Regions from separate parts of the Gossypium hirsutum genome. Here region 1 is linked to region 2. A link is a contact called in public Hi-C data. All regions are on one chromosome and are shown on one strand. The core of a region is the stretch at or near the end of the contact, and the rest is flanking DNA. Distances in the headings are between cores, read along the strand shown.

Region 1 (6,021 bases), core at 2,713-5,212, 160 kb after region 2:
ATTCTTTGTGAGTTTCTTCTCTCCTTTTTCCTTATCTTCTTATTTTACTGAAGCTTTCACACCTTCTTGTAGGTCTAGGGCTCGATGTAGATCTCAGATTCAAGAGGAGGCACTGACAATGATGAGTTATGAACAATGAAGGTTATTCTTGAGTGTTAGATCGATTTTTTCCTTTCTCTAGAGAACCTCAAGATTATCAATATCTGTAAAAAAAAAAGTTTTGAAAGTCCCCCTATCGTTTTTTTAACTCTCCTAGTAAAACCATCTTCCCCTTAACTTCTTTCTTTTTTTTACCTCTTTTTTTCCCTTGTTGTCCCTTTTTTATCTAAGTAATAATAAATGTATGTTTGGACAGCACAAAATAATTGAATAAAAGCGTAATTACTAGGTTAGTAATTACACTCTCTTGTAATTACAATAATTACAAAGAATTATAATTTTCTAAACGTGTTTGAATGGCATAGTATAATTACATTGTAATTTCCTATGTTATGTTTGGTAGTACAAATTGTAATTACACAATTACATAATTTATATTTTTAAAAATATAATAACAAATATTATAATGTGATGTTAATATAAGAAATATTGTTTAGAACAATAAATGTATTCTCAACCACATTTCGAAGCTTTGAATGTCTCAAATTAAAAAGTTTCCAAGCTATCTATGGTGTTTGTGTCTGGCACCATTCTCTCTAATAGTATTATATCCTCACAATAAGGTGCAAAAAAACATTTTCTATTTGCATATTAGCATCTACCTTATAATATTTGGTTTCTTAGTCCAAATACTGTATAGCATTAATTATAAAAATTAAATTTAGAGAATAACTTATGTTAGATTAAATCTTTTTCTATGATATGTAAATTAAATATAAAATAATATAAAATTTATAATATATAACATTCATAAAAAAAGTTTTATAAATTGTCTAATACTTTCATAACACTTCTTATAAACAATATTTTTGTTGTCATAACTCTAGAAAGTTATTTTTTTACAAATAAGTTATAATAATAAAAAAACCTATAACATTTTTTTTATGAATAAGGATACTATTTTTATAATATATAGCATGGACACATAAATAAGTTATGTTCACATTTGGCCATAACATTTTATAAATAAATGTTTTATAACACTTTTATAACATTTAAAAAAAATTCTAATAATTTTCCCATAAATTTAAAAAAATAGATTTTGAATAATATAATTTTTTGGTATAACTTTATAAAATATATAAATTATTTTTATAGTATTTTTTTAGGATTTATAATATAAGAATTTTTTGTTATAACTATCTCAAATATTCATATTTGCTCATACTTATAATATAATTTTTAGAAATTTTATAAAAATTAATTTTCTAAAATTAAATTTGAATGTAATTATCTGTATAATTACTCCAATTTTCACCCCTAAGAATTGAAAGGTGCAATTAAGGAGTTCCAATTACATTCATTCTGTGATACTCATCAATTACAACGGTTACCCAAACATGTCAGTTTTGTGTAATTACAATCAATTACACTAAAATCTAATTAATAGTCGGCTTTTTATTCACTACTTAAATAATATTTAAAAATAAAATCTATGACAAATAAATATTAAAGATAACACTATAAAAAAAAAAGAGATTCACACTCAATCAGAACTCAACCCAAATTTAATTCGGACAAAATATAATTACTACATATATTGTAATAATTCTTTTTATTTCTCAAGGTATCTAAGGGAGCGAGCCTATTAATTAATCATTCGTATTCTCTAAGCCTATTAAGGGGTAGATGTTGACCACAAATTTTAAAGTTATTCTATACCTAGGGCGAGGATTAAACCCTCGACCACTGATTAAGATAGGAGAGACGTTTGCCATCTTACTCATCTCCCGTAAATATAATTTTATATTTCTTTATATTATATGTGATGTTGATTAACTTGATATTACTTTGAGTTTTATGTGTTTTTTGTAAATAAAAATTATTATGTGTTAATTTTCTAATCACATTAATATTAAATCTTAAAACTATTACTACAAAATTTAAATAACTCATACGTGCATCAGCTGTATTGACTATTTAATAAAAAATAGGGTAAACTATTTAATTGGTCACCCAAGTTTTTTGAGCACCTTCATTTTTTATCACTTAAATAAAAATAATTATAATTTATCACCTTAGAGAAATTTTTCATTTTAATCACCTAACCCATCCCACTATAGAATACTTCTTTGACCAAGTCAAACTTCTCCACCAATCAAAATTTTCTTTCATTTTCATTCTCTTTTATTTTGGGTCATATTCAATCTTCTTCTTCCCTAACCAACTTTTTTCCTTCACTGCTTCTAACACCCAAAAATTTTCAAAGCCTAGAAAATCTAGAGTTTATGAAAAAAACTTATTAAAACATAAAAGTTTAAAATCCCAAAACAAAATACAACCAACAATTACAACATGCTAAATGATATATAATTCATGTGTTAAACAGGCCTGAGGGAGATGACTGCTTTCTTAATTCCCTCAAAAGCAACTTAGATAATCTAAAGGAGAAGAAATAAAAAAAATTTCTTCGAGGAAGAACGATGAAAGTAAATTCCGCAAACGAAGCCCTATAACTGAGGGTGTTGAAGATGAGATTGGGTCAGACAATGAGAGTGATGATGATAGTCCTAATGGTTTTATCGTTGAGGGCTTCAACATTACCAGTTGTGACTATAGTTGTAGTGAGTCGCAAGAACATTCCGATTGCAATAATACTCGTAGCGAACAACAAGATGTCTCAAGTAACTCAAATGATGAAGTGGACTTCGATATGATTCTCTCTCAACTCAAAAGGAAAAGGAATCATAAGTCGAATCGGGAATTTGAGGGGGAGATGCTCGTGGCCTTTGGCAAGGATCCAAAACTTTGCATAAAAACTGTATGTGCTCTCTACCTGCAACAAGCATCAAGGGAGAAGCTTTCCAAGATAGCCTTGTGCCAAAACCAGAGATGTTTTAATAAAACCGACGCCTACATGTACGAATTCGAAAATTTATGATTTAAATGACCATCGTCATTGTACTTTGCGCAACAACGGATATCTGTATGTTGGAATTTGTACCGTGTCTTATAGGGGCTAGACGTTGGAAGCACGGACATGGGAGGGAAGAAGAAGAAGAATAAATAAGACCCAAAATACAAGAAAAAGAAAAATGAAAGAAAACTGTGATTGACAAACAAGTTTGACTTGATCAAAGAAGTATTTTAGAGTGAGATTTAGTATGTAAAATCAGATTTTTTGTTATAGGTGAAAATTTTTATTAATGATAATGATTAAATTAAAATTATTTTTATTTAGATGAAAAAATGAAAGCATCCGAAAATTGAAGAACTCGATATTTTACCCTTAAAAATATAATTTCAAAATTCAAACAAGAAAATCATTTTAAAATATTAGAGGTAACTGGAGCCAAAAGCGGGTTACAGTACTTTGTTCGCTTTACAACTAAGAAAGTAGGGGATCTTTAAAGCCGTAAATTACGTGGCAATTTGAAAGAAGCGAGTAGTCGAGTAGGTGAGGAAGCATAGAGTGAAGGCTTTAGTTTACAACAGATAACACAGAAGGAACGAGCGCGTTATCATTCTAAATTCTAATCAAGGCGTGGGAGACTTGGAGTAAATGCAAATTAAAGCTTGTACAGTTGTACTCTACACTAAAATTACGTTGCCAATTTTTTTAAAGAGAATAATGACTTTTTTTCATAAAAATATATATATGTAAATATTTTTACTCTACCTTATAATTTATTAATTTTTTATATTTTTAATGAATTTAATGTATAAATTTCTGTTTACTTAACTATGACTATAACAAACAGAATGATTTAGTATATTATTTTTCTGAATTAAAAAATTATATATTAATTGTCTACTTTTAAAATAAAAGCCCTTTAAGTAATGGGAAAAAGAAAAGAAAAATAGAAAAAAACACAGAGAAAGAGAACAAAAAATTTACTTTAAAAAAAAAGAAAGAGAAAAACTAAAATATTTAAAATAAAAATATCTGAAATAAAATATACTACTAAATAGTAAATACAGCGCCTAAAAATTTCAGATTTCTAGCATTTCTTTGGAAAAAGTTGTTTGCTGCTACTTTGCCTTTTCCCTTCAGAATCCCTACGTTTTTTTTTTCTCATCCGTCTCTTAGTCTCTGAAAATTTCCTATTTATTGGTAAGTTATTGGCATTTTTTTTTGTATTTTTTCTCCTATTTCCTGTTTTTTTTGGATAATAGATTATATATTTGTTATAAAACTGTAATTTTTCGAAAATTCTGAAAATTGTCCGTAAAATTGGTCAGAAATTCCTGGGTTTTTTTAGCCATTATTAAAAAAATTGTAGCTTCATCTTTGTAAGAAAAATGGAATTGAGTAGATTTGGGGACTAAAACTGAAAGGATTGCAACAGTTATTAGGGTTTAAATTTGGCGATGAGTAAATTCTACTTTTTTGCATATAGATTTTTCACCTGGGATTTAAGAGCAAGGTAGCTTGTTAGGCTCAATTTTTTTTTTCAGTGAATTTTGAAAGCTTGATCAACTGACAGTTCCTCGCTCAAGTTGAAATTTGAAACTCCATTTTAATTTATACAAACATTTTCAAAAATCTGCACTTCTCGAGTTCGAGTTCAAGTAGTGAGAGTTCAGTGCACCAAACAGTGAGTGAGTTCTTTTGAACAATAATTCTTAACAGTCAGCATGAGTATAGCATTTCATGTTTGAGATTATTATATTTTTCTGTTTAAAAAATTAGGTTCTTCTCTGCTGTTGCTGCTGCTTCGTGATCTAATGAATTACTTAGGAACGAGCAAAGGAAAGAACTGAAAAAGCATATATAATTCAATTTTAAACACCAAACAGAAAAAGGAGAAGAATGTCGGGATCTGAGACGGGAATGATGGCGAGTAGAGAGCCCTACAGCTTGGGCATGCAACAGAAGAGTCCGGTGGCGTCACAACCGGTGATACAGAACATGCGTTTAGCCTTTAGGTCTGACGGAACAGCTGTGTACAAGCCCATCACTTCCGCCTCACTCACATATCAGCCAGCTTCCGGCGATGGTGGGGCCGAGGGGTCCGCTGGTGGACCTGCGGTCACTCAAGAACAAGGGCAAGCTCTGAACATGAGCATGAGCATGGGGAGCGAACCCTTGAAGAGGAAGAGAGGGAGGCCCAGGAAGTATGGGCCGGAAAGTACCATGCCGTTGTCTCTTATACCAGCTCCTTCCTCTGTCAGCGTAACCCAATCTAATAGTGGAGGAGGATTCCCCTCACCAACTCCTCCGCCACCTCCTTCAGGAGGATCAGCCTCTTCACCAACTTCAGGAAAGAAAGCTAGGGGAAGACCGCGTGGTTCCTGCAATAAGAAGAATCAACTTGAAGCTCTGGGTACTCTTTTCTCTTGATAGTTGATACGCGAATAAAGCATTTTAATCGTTTAATTTGATGAATGTCTTTTTTTGCTTTGGATTGGTAAAAGCACGACATTTTCTGTTTTCTACCTTGTTCTCGAAATGCCACTATACTTAGGAATTAAGATCTAAGAGGAAGGATCTGATTTCCCTGCTTTTTCATTTTTACTCTGTTTTGTGTTATATATAGACAAACACACGTGGGTGGGATGTGGATGGCAGGTGAGGAGAACAAATGGGTAGTGCGGTAAAAATAATAAAGGAGTGATGGTTTTAGTTTTGTTTATGTTTATGTTTTTGGTGTTGGTGATGATTTGTAGGGAGTAGTCTCGATTCTGGGTTCTGATTTCTGACAGGATGGAACCCAAGATGCTTTGCTGAGTAATAATAAATATTAATAGTACTGTAGTACTTACCAGTATTTACCACTAATTAGTAGAAGACTGGAAGTCTTAAAGAGATTATATAAGGATAATCAAACTAATATTCCAAATATCAACACGTAAATACCTGTGATGCTGTGGAATCACATCTGCATCTGTTGTCTGTATTGTAAGATAGACTTCTAACTT
Region 2 (5,642 bases), core at 273-2,772:
GTCAAATCAAAATTGATTAATCGTTGTTAATTTGGAGTAAAAGGCCTTAACGTTCGGGTTGGACCTACAACATTCACCATATTTTCTGTTAATAATATTATTTTTTTCCCAACTCAACAGTATATATCAGTCACTGTCAGTGTGATGATAGAAATGGGGGAGTTTGGGTGGGTGGCTAGCATTTGTAAATGTATCATCATCATCATCATCATCATCATCATCATCATCATGTATGTAGTAAGTGTAACCCGAATATAGCTGCAGCACTGCGGTGTGAATGACACTTGACTTGGCCGCTTCAGGACCGCCTATTGACTGCTCCTGATGAATGATGTATGTAGCATACAAAATTGAAAGTCTCAACATGCTAACTGTTGTATTGTGTATGTGACAGTAAATTGAGTGTATCTGGGAGATGACTGCAGAATTTAGAGTAGCATGTAGCTCTTTCTCCATTGGAAGATACACCCATTAAGAATTAAGAAGCCAAAAAAAAAAAAAGAAAAAAACTTTCCTGTTTAAGAATGTTGTCAGAAAATTAAGAATATAAGCTGACAGATATGATATCCTAGTCTAGGTTTATGCTAGGCCAGGCAGCCAACAGATGTTATGGCCTCTGTGTCCACACACATCATTCTTATAAATTATTAGTACTATTTTTTTCATGCCGATGATTTTGTTGATTCTTGGTTTCTTTCACCTACAAAACGATTACCCTCTCTTCTTCTTCTTCTCGTTTCTTCTTTTGCATCATTCTAACATCTTTATGCACTGTTCTCCCCCCCCTTTTTATTTATTTCCTGGTGTGCTCATAGCATCTCTAATCCAAGCACTTGAATCGCGGGTTTGTTTGACTATTTTTGTTTCAAGTTAATCTGTATTCGCGGGGTTTTAGAGGAGATGATTGGGTCACAATGTTTGGGTTTTTTTTTCTTACAATATATTATTAAGGTTTTATTTGCAAAAAATATATACCTACCGGGTTCAATGAAAGAAAAACAATAATGCATAATTGTCGCAAGCAGCATCATCCTTTTTTCTGAGGGTCCCTTTCAATTTACTGACTTTACTTGGACAGCTCCTTCAGCTTTATCCATTTCCACCCCTACCGTACTCTTTATTAATAATAATATATATATGTACACTACAACACATGTATACTACTATTCAGGAACTAAATTGTCCATCTCACCACTTATTTATGTTATGAACACTCGGTAAATTATTATTATTAAAAAACAAAAAAGCTACACAAATTACCAATTAAAATGGGATTCTAAGTAGAGAATTGGAAAGCCAGGAGACTTCTTATTCCCATTTGTTACTGCGAGTGTGGTTGAAGAATAGTGAATTTCAAGTCAGACAAAATCAGTAGCAGTACTGCAAGAATTGTCTGTTTAATTATCGTGAGTAGAATGGATGTTTATTTAATAAAAATGTTGGAATTTTATGACTGAAAAATAAATATTAATTTTTTATGCTTTAAAATTTAATCCCATTTGATTTAATTTGGAGTTAGTAGAGTGAAAAGAAGAGCGAGATCAGTTACAAGAGGCGAGAGATAGAGAGACAGGCAACTGGATTAGCCATTGAAATAGGGGATAGTAGGTCCCGAGTCCCCACCCCAACCAAGCTGTCTTTGCTAATTGCCATTGCTTTGTTTCAGAACTCTCCAGCACTAAGCCTCTCCTCTCTTCCCTTTGCGCCTTTTCCTTCTTTTTTTTTTCTTTCTTTCTTTCTCCCCTTTATTGCTCTTCCTTGATGATGATGACCACTCTTCTATTTCTTCCTCCTCCATCTCTCAACAACAATGAACTGAGTTAATTTCTTATTATTTCCCTTCACCTTACTGAGTTTTCTTGAGGGGTCTTTGATCTTCTCCTTATTCTGGTATTACAATTTGATTCTTCACTCTGTTTGCTACCCATCAATCAATCCTCACCCACCTCCTGTTTTCTTCTTTTCCTTCCTTCTCTTTTCTTCCTGTCATACATAGTAAGCCGTTCCTCACTTTGTCAAGCCTTCACTTTTCTTTGCTTTGCTTTGCTTTTCTGTGTTCCTCACTGTCTCTGTGTATATAGCCCCAAAGTGCATGTTTCATCCAATCCCACCACTTTCCACTTCACCCCTCTTCTTGGCCCATCTAGGGTTTTCTGCCTTTTCTCCTTTATTCCATTAAATCCCATACGGTTCTGCGAATTTATCTTTCCTTCCAATTCTAGGGTTTTTCTAGGGTTTTATCATTCTTTTAAGGGAAAAAATTGTATCTTTAGTCTCTCTATTCTGGGGTTAACCTCATTCTTACTTGATTTGTCGATCACCTTCAATCAATCTTGGATCCTTTCCTTAGTATCCCTGGATTTGAATTGGGTCATCTGTGGTCATGGCGTTTCAGCAAATTCCGGGTCCGAGCTCGGGGTCGAGTTCGAGTTCTGGCTTCCAATACATGAATTCCCCTTTTGGAGATACCACATACACCAAGGTCTTTGTTGGGGGACTCGCTTGGGAAACTCAAAGCGAAACCATGCGCCGATATTTCGAGCAGTTTGGTGAAATCGTGGAAGCCGTTGTCATCACTGATAAGAACACCGGCCGTTCAAAAGGATATGGTTTTGTGAGTGTTAATGTTTTTTTTTTTAAATTTTTAAAGATTTCTTTGTCTTTGCTGCTGTTTGATGATGATAAGATGCTACTTTGCATTTGGCTGTCCATGTTATTATGTAAATAAAACTGGTACTAAATCAAGGGTGGCAGCAAGGCTTTGATGCTGAAGCAATGTGTAGTAAGTTAAAGGGGTTTTATTGACTTTAGAGTGACTTGGTTTCTTGTTGGGTTTGCATGGAGGGTGTAGGTAACTTTCCGGGATCCAGAGTCTGCTAGGAGAGCCTGTGCTGATCCGACCCCAATTATTGATGGCAGGCGTGCTAATTGTAATTTGGCTTCTCTAGGCCGTCCTCGACCTCCTGTTCCTTACGGTATCATCTCTAATCTGTCCGGTTAGTCTGATTAACACCATTATCGTTTTCAACATGTGACATTTTCTGTAACAATATTTGCTGCTATTCCAGCTCACTCGAAAAAAAATGCTATTCCCTTTTCTTCGATTTGAGGTATTTGTGTCTGACACATGGTTACAGGCATATGGCCTCCAAGATTCTCATCCTCTAAATAAATGAAAAAGCATAGAAAAAATCTATCCATAAACCCAGGTCCACTACACATCTGTATCGGACACTCACACCTGAGTCCGAGTAACATAGGTTTTGAATTTGGTTTCTGTTTGCGTTCTTACCACAGATGTTGAAAATGTCCTTTCATTTAAAACTGTCTTTCTTTGCCAAAAGTGTCTCTTCTTGTTTATAACTTTATATTGCCCAAATCTCTGCTTCTAGTAGAAATTTGTAGGGTGGTTTCATTTTGTTTCCATTCAACTCTTTCAAGCTGATGCTATTATACTTATAGTTGAACTAATTTTTCAATTTTTTTTTCAGTTAGTTCTGAATGTGCCCATTTCTGTTAAACTCGGTGATCAGGCTAATTATTTATTCCTTGTTGTCTTTCTAATAGGACGTTTGAGACCAGCTTCTCCATATATTGGAGGTGTGCCACGAGGGGCTTATGTTGGAAGTATTGGCTATCAGCCTCCACTTCCTTACAATTATCAACAAGGATTGATGTACCCTTCTTATGGGTGAGTTATGCTTCTGATTCAAGGGTTTCTAACTATTTTGGTTGCTCCAATCATGATTCAATTGAGCTTGGCTTGGTTGAACATCAAATTCTAGCATTTATCATTTATACTTATAATTATTCAAGTTTTGTTTTATTAAGTGCCTAAGAAATTTTATTTTAGATAGTATTTGGGAACTTAGATTTTAGAATTTTGATTTGGATTTCAAAAATATTGTATATTGAGAAGTAAAATATTTAGAAACGTAACATTCATAATTATTTCTCAAATCCATGGATTTGTTGGTTGCTATTTAGTAGCAAATTTGAAATTACTAAAATATTTTTGAATTTGACAAATTCATGTTTTTATACCAGTCAAATATATATTATATGGAATTCCGATTAAATTGTCCATAATACATGCATTTTGTTATTACCATTTACATAGTAAATAAACTTCAAATCCAAAATTTTGAATTCATGTTTCCAAATGGAGCATTAGGTTTCTTTTTGGGGATTTTGCCTACAATTGACTTTGATATAAGTGCTTGACAGACACCTTTTTATGAGTCTCTAAAGTCTAATGTGATAATTTCCTGGGATTTTCCGCTTGGAATTGAAAGGATTGGCACACAAAGTTTAGAATCAAGTATTTTTTCTTTTTTTGTCTCGGTAAACTCCATTGTAGATCTCTAGGCTACTTTGTGTTAAGCTTTTTCTTCATTTAAAATGTTGTAATGTATGGATTGAGACGTTTCCACACAAGCATAAACAGTAGGGCAGAAACATATATTCTTTCATTATTAATGAGGATAGGTTCTAGCCTTAGCATACATATGGTTGTGTGCTGTACATGCCTCATCAACCAGCAGTGTGGTTGGGTCATTACGGAAAGCTTGCTAATCAGAGTTCAATTGGGTACATCTCCTTTTGCAGCTACTTTCTCCTCTTTTAATTATTCTCCTTGCAGTTCAAACCGATCACAGCATGCAAAATTGGCCAAGGAGTTTTTAGTCTTTACCTTAGAATTCAGGATTAAATAGTCTAAAGTACAGTCATATGACATGGTGTGATTGGTAATTGCAGGAATGCAAAAGTGGTAGTTGCAGAGGATATGTGCCCGAGCTCAATGTTTATTGAACAGGCAAGATCATGATTGTGATTTGATAAGGATCAAAGGGAAAAAGAAATGTTGGGAGAAGGGGGGATGTGATTATTCTCATGGGCTGAGTAGTTAGGCTTATGATTTTACTGATGAAGTTTTTGGGTCTTGGTATGGGCTTCTTGGTAGTAGCACGCTGGTATTTCACTCGGAAAGCTTGGTTGTTCTGACGTGATACATAGTATCGTGTTTATGCCCTTGCTATAAATTCATTTACAGTATAAAATTTAATGCCTAACTCCTAATTAATGCTGACTGTTTTGAGATCTTTGATATATGTTTATCCGTGCAGGTATGCAACATATGGACCTGAATATGTCTATCCTCAGGTTGTTGGCATTTCAAAGTGGAATGTTGTGAAAAAATTGGAGCAAGTAATGCTTGTGTCCTGATGCTGATTTACTCTTGTTTCTCTGGACAGGGTGCTTACAACCCCTACGTGGCTCAGCAGTACCTTCAGATATATGGAGTTCCTGGAGCAGTTAATCCAGCTATTTATCCTTATGGGCAATTGGGTCAGACTGTTCCTAGTGGACATGGTTATACAGCTGTACAGGGATATGCAATGCCAAGCCATCAAATAGTGCAGTTTGGAGGAGCCGTTGCTAATGCAATCACAACTTCTCCAATGCCCACAATCCAAACACCATATCCTGGAGGTTAATATCAATATGAAAATCTTCTTTTTGTGCTTGCTTACATTACTGGCTTTGCATTTTTCTGCTAACTCTTTATGCCAATGATTACTACCCTCTTCAATATCTTGACATTACATCCTCATCTTTATATTTCATTGATCTAATTTAAT

Evidence for each region. Hi-C and Micro-C count contacts between places; a contact is called where the count stands out from the background.
Region 1: a Hi-C map of leaf shows a contact between it and region 2, with 3 times the contacts expected there. The contact joins the promoter of LOC107917874 here to the promoter of LOC107917869 in region 2. A contact is called at or near these places in 16 of 34 Hi-C or Micro-C datasets (anther, callus, fibers and 3 more).

The regions. Positions count from the first base shown.
Region 1 is chrA01:19,202,209-19,208,229 of Gossypium_hirsutum_v2.1, forward strand. It overlaps LOC107917874 (AT-hook motif nuclear-localized protein 10), which reads left to right and starts at 3,963. Exons shown (of 6, transcript XM_016847247.2): 1 at 3,963-4,213; 2 at 4,793-5,426. The coding sequence starts at 4,913.
Region 2 is chrA01:19,043,354-19,048,995 of Gossypium_hirsutum_v2.1, forward strand. It overlaps LOC107917869 (RNA-binding protein 24-B), which reads left to right and starts at 1,523. Exons shown (of 8, transcript XM_016847240.2): 1 at 1,523-2,614; 2 at 2,852-2,996; 3 at 3,568-3,691; 4 at 5,127-5,163; 5 at 5,256-5,493. The coding sequence starts at 2,384.